2 separate regions of the Zea mays genome follow, and region 1 is linked to region 2. Evidence: chromatin contacts called from public Hi-C data. All regions are on one chromosome and are shown on one strand. Each heading gives the region's core, a stretch centred on a gene start, on an enhancer-like site or on the middle of the called end of the contact. The rest is flanking DNA. Distances are from core to core; before and after follow the strand shown.

The links. Hi-C and Micro-C count contacts between places; a contact is called where the count stands out from the background.
Region 1: a contact with region 2 is called in a Hi-C map of ear, with 2.2 times the contacts expected there. The contact joins the promoter of LOC100272866 here to the promoter of LOC100282297 in region 2. A contact is called at or near these places in 2 of 25 Hi-C or Micro-C datasets (ear and tassel).

The regions. Positions count from the first base shown.
Region 1 is chr7:34,976,322-34,979,021 of Zm-B73-REFERENCE-NAM-5.0, reverse strand. LOC100272866 (Spermidine synthase 2) reads left to right here and starts at 1,439. Exons shown (of 9, transcript NM_001147319.1): 1 at 1,439-1,772; 2 at 1,951-2,027; 3 at 2,119-2,241. The coding sequence starts at 1,613.
Region 2 is chr7:34,672,241-34,675,131 of Zm-B73-REFERENCE-NAM-5.0, reverse strand. It overlaps LOC100282297 (rac GTPase activating protein), which reads left to right and starts at 1,577. Exons shown (of 5, transcript NM_001371849.1): 1 at 1,577-1,967; 2 at 2,088-2,208; 3 at 2,306-2,425. The coding sequence starts at 1,639.

The sequences.
Region 1 (2,700 bases), core at 190-2,689, 300 kb before region 2:
AATCATTTACATGTAGAGTTTCTCTAAACGGTTCTCTATCTATTTGAATACTTTAAACAACCAGTTTAATAAAACTAAAATATGTACAATACATTTGAGAGTATGATAAATACGTATGTACAAAAATTAAAAAATAAAAAATATCTTTAATATAGGTATTTACATATAGAGGACGTGATTTAGAGGACGTTGTTGGAGAGAAAGTAGATATAGGAGATGAAATCTTTTAGAGAAGACTGTAAATGACGGATATAGATGATGTATATAGAGGACGTTGCTGGAGACAGTCTAAGTATCTAAGTTTCTACATATTCAATACTCCACTTTATCATTTTCATATGGGGACTTGAGGTTATCTTATTATATAATGTTTATTAGTCTTGGTAACTTATTTGTATTTTTTGACGAAGTTAGAATAATTTATGAATTTAATAAATTTAATGATTTTTTTGCGAAACGAAATTGAAATACACAAATAGATTCTGAAATTTATGAAATTTTACGGAGTCACAACATATGTCCACATACAATCCTAAAAAATGTTTGGAACATAAATTCACAAGATGCCAACATTGTTTCCATTTACCTTCCATTTGTTGTGTGAGTTACACGTCAGATGACTCTAAGTATCCATGTTTTAACATAATTAATACTTCACTTTATCATTTTTACGTAGGGACTTAAAGTTACCTTCTTATAGAATATTTATTAGTCTTGGTAAGTTATTTGCAATTTTCTATCGAAACCAGAATATTTTATGAATTTAATTGTATTTTGATGATTTTATGTAGAAAGAAATTAATAATACACTAATAGCCTTACCATTTCATGAAATTTTATAAAGGCACAACATATATCCATATATAATTCTAAAAAATGTTTGGACTCAAGTAGTGGCTAAACGATTACAACAACAATGCTGTGTGAAATGATGTCTTACACAGTATCCGAAAAAAAATCTGTTACCAACGTTATCCATATCCGACTAGTTCCGTATTCGACACACGATTATCCGTATTTGCATCCGAAAATATTCATATATTTGTATATGCATTCGTATTCGAAGTTATTCATATTTAAATTTAAATCCGAATAAAAATATGAATAATATGTTTTCGATGATGATAACATCCCTCCGATCAATACGAGAGACAAACACGTAAATCACGTGGCACGTCAATCAGCCCGGAATCATGGAATCGAATAAAGATAAAATAAATAAAAAGCAGTGCGCAAGTGGGAGGAAGGCGGGGCCGCATCGGCCCATCCCCATACGGCCACACCTGTTCTCGCAGAATATAAAGCATCCGGCACTCGGCCGCAGAGCGGAGGCCCTACCGGACAGTGAGGCGCCGCTTGCCCTCCACATACGGCCGCGGCGAGGAACCCAAAAGGCCAAAACCCTCCCAAAAGCTACTACACAGTACACACACGGAACGGAATCCGGGCATCCGGGAAAGCAGCCCTAATCTCAAGGCCGCGGCTGCGAGCGCTGCTTCCCACCTCCCAACTCCAGAAGTCCTCCCTAGACGCCGCCAGCCGCGCGCACACCCACCGAGAGCTCCTCGGGCTTTCTTTCTCCGTTCCTCCCTCGCGCGCTCAGGGTTTCACGATGGAGGCCGAGGCGGCGGCCAAGAGGGCGCGGGAGGGCGGGGAGGACGCCACCGCGCCGGTGGCGGGGGCCGAGGCGGTGGTCGCCGGTGCTGGCGAGCAGGCGGGAATCTCCGCCGTCATCCCAGGATGGTTCTCCGAGATCAGCCCCATGTGGCCCGGTGCGTCCCCTGTTTTCCGTCCTCTGCTGCGCTGCGCTGCGCATCGTCATGCTCCCCCTGTTCTGTTGAGCGCACTTTTTACTTCGGATATTCTTCTTTAGTCACTGCGGGGTCAGGGTCACGCCAACCACGTGTGTTTGCCCTTGCTCATGGGTCGGTTTCGGTGTCGAAATGGTAGGTGAGGCGCACTCCTTGAAGGTGGAGAAGGTTCTGTTCCAGGGCAAGTCAGACTACCAAAATGTGATGGTTTTTCAGGTAAATTGTTATTGCCTTTTGCTTGCACCCAAGCCACTTCGCAATTCTTCGGTGGGACATGATCCTGTTGCCTTTCTGTTTTGCGTTATAGTCCTCCACGTACGGGAAGGTGCTTGTCCTCGACGGAGTTATTCAGGTGACAGAGAGGGATGAGTGCGCGTACCAAGAGATGATTACTCACCTGCCCCTTTGCTCCATCAAAGACCCCAAGAAGGTATATGAGATGACCCTTTTTGGCTATTTGTACCAGTGTTATTAAAACTACGTTTAAACAACGTTTAAACTACGTTTAAACGTCAAAACTCTAATTAGAGGTTGAAACCGCGTTTTGGCATTTTGGCGTTCTGAACTGTAGAACACAGTGTTTCATGCGTTTTAGACCATTAGATATTTTTGGGCCTAGTCTGTTAGTTACTTTTGGGTCCAATCCGGTTCATGTGTGAAGTTTTGGTAAGCCACTAACCTCTCTGTTTTGGTATTTAACTTCATGTTATTGTCTGAAATTATGATATATTGGTATTTTTCATATGTTGTTTAAAACTACGTTTAAACAAAAGTTTAAACGTTTAAAAGTCAAAACTGAACCCATGAGTGTTTCGACGTTTTATTGTTTTAATAACCTTGATTTGTACCTTGCCTAAGCATCTTTATTGGACTCATACAGTTATTTAGC
Region 2 (2,891 bases), core at 328-2,827:
ATGTGAGACCATCTTGACTTGACGAAGGGTCCTTGCACCCCGACATGTTGTACCCTTCTCTGTGCTTCCTTCTTCTGTTTCTTGTTGGCTGGTTCTGAACATGAACCACCCGTTATCGGGAGTACCAGCTTCAGAACCGAAGCAGCTCCAGCTTGAATATTGAACGAAGCCATCAGCTCAGAGAAGTGGAAGTGAGTTCACCGGAGGTGGGCGCCAATGTTGGAGACTTGTTCTCAACTGCTATGAATTAAGAACAAGGCAACATAAAATGTTAAATGTTAATGCCCTTCGTCCGCGGAAGCATTATTCTCTTTAGGATTAATGAACTTCGGACGAAGGTTGAAGATGATGCAATTACGAAGGTTAAATTTTTGTAATTGACCTCCAATAGATTGTATAAAGTAGTACTAAATACGAAGCATCAAAGGTAAATAAATTATAAATGAACAACACTACTTTCATATTATATCAATTCAATGTATTCAAATGTTAGATACATTTATACCTTTGCCTTGACAAAGATTAATTCCCGAGTGATGCGATTGCAATTACCGGAATCCGTGAACAGTAAAGGAATACTGTTCACTATTTATAGGCACAAGACACAGCCTGTGAGGAATTACAATCATGCCCCTCATAAAAGTTTACAACAACGACTCAAACACTTATGGACTAAAAGGTCATTCTACTTTTAAGTCGGTTTGTAATTCCGAAGCTTCACGAACAGCAACTTTCGGTCATCACGTGCAGACAGCTTCAGCCGAAGTTGTTTCTTTCTGTAGGACCTTCGGCGACGAAGCATGGTCCCAACAGTAACCCATATAATTTTCCAATAACGTGGCTATATCTTTATACTCTAATTCAGTCGACTCGGGTACAATGGCCTGCTTTTGAGTTGTCCAAGAAATACATTAGTTTGCTTGATTGATGGTGTATCCTCCACCCTCATCTGATCATCTCCAATTATCAGAGCATGTCCTTCCATCCTCCTCTCTACATCGGCAGCCAACACCTTCTCTCCGCTCTCACCTTCGTTCGTGTGTTTACACGTATGCTCCATCACATCTTATACAAATGGGAACAAAGGTGGAGCCATTCACTCATTTCTCCTCTAAGAATGGCCCTATTTCATGTCACTTAGCTATATGTTTGCAAAATTGGGATTAACCTAACCTATTCACCATCATTCCTCGAGATAAAAAAACATGTTGCATAAAAAATATGCTTTGGATCACAGTAACATTTTTCTGAAATGAAACCATCCCCTTTATGTTCGTTATTATACTAATGTCTCGAAATAACTTATCAAGTAAAGCTCCTTATCTTCACAAGGTCCCTGAAGGCAGTTTTCTTGTGATATGGTAAAGATCAAGGTACCCAGGTGCAAAAACTTGCCGGACGTTTGAATTTGATGGCCGTTGGCGCTCCCTCTCGTCTGGGCCCGGGCCCCCACGAGCTTTCCGCAATTCAAAATCGCGGATCGCAACCGCAACGACACAAAGCCAAAAGCATCGTCCCCTGTCTGTCTGCGTTTAAAAGGCCACCGGTTTCCCCAAATCGAGGTTGCCTGCCGTCACTCACCTCGGCTCAGCTCCACCAAGTGCCCGTGAGGTGCCACGACCGCAGCGAGGAGTGACCATGGTTGAGGTGATGATGGTACCCAGCTCCCACGGCTGCGGCGAGGGTGGTGGTGTAGGAAGCGACGGGAAGGCGGAGGACGGGCAGCAGCAGGGGCAGGGACAGGGGCAGGTGCTGGCGCTGCTGCTGGCCGCGCTCCGCAAGTCGGTGGTGCTACCGTGCCAGATGGCGGACGCCGACGACCCATCGGGGGCGGCGTGGGGGATGGAGATCGGCTGGCCCACAGACGTCCGCCACGTCGCGCACGTCACCTTCGACCGCCTCCACGGCTTCCTCGGCCTCCCCGTCGAGTTCGAGCTCGAGATCCCCGGCCAGGTCCCCAGCGCCAGGTCGGTTCGGGTTTGGAAACCCCAGCTCTTCTTTCTCTACTCCTGTGGTCTAGCTATTGTTGATGCCCGGATGCTCTGTCCCGAGCCCGATTATTGATGTTCTCTTTTGAACTCGTGCAGCGCCAGCGTGTTCGGGGTATCACCGGAGTCGATGCAGTGTGGCTACGATGACAAGGGGAACTCGGTGCCCAAGATCCTTCTGCTCATGCAAGAGAGGCTGTACGCGCAGGATGGACTCAAGGTAGGAGTACTTCCGTTGTTCAAGCCATTTAGTTTGGAGCTTAATAGTGTCCGAGCGCAGCCGAATTCAACCATTTAAATTACTTTTGCAATTTCAGGCAGAGGGGATCTTCCGGATCACCCCGGAAAACAGCCAGGAGGAGCATGTCAGGGAGCAGCTCAACAGCGGCATCGTGCCTGACGACATCGATGTGCACTGCCTTGCTAGTTTGATCAAGGTATTTGACAATGCCATGTTTGTGTGGATGATCAATTAAACAGCTGAGAACTGATGCACTAGCATTTAAGTTCTATCGCATATTTGAATTAGCGTGTAAATCAAACAACCAATGATCACCGGTAGAGATTTACCTTTGAAATTAGAAGCAATTGTGCCTTAGTACTCTCAAATTTCTCTTAAAGAGAAACACTGAAACAAAAGTTGTTCGATAATATCGTGTCAAGTTGGAAAGTGAGTTTAATGTTGTGAGAGTCTCAAGAAATGGAACAACATTCTGCATCTTATAACGCGTAGTGGTCTAGGATCAAGTAGCAAGTTAGTATTAATCTCAAACAATGATCACTCAAGCATTATCTAGTTCAAGAAGGCAACTTAACTTTCTATACAAAAGGGGATATATGTTGAGTCATTGACACAATATAAACTAAACTGAATCCATGAGGTGTTTCTCCATTCAAATTCAA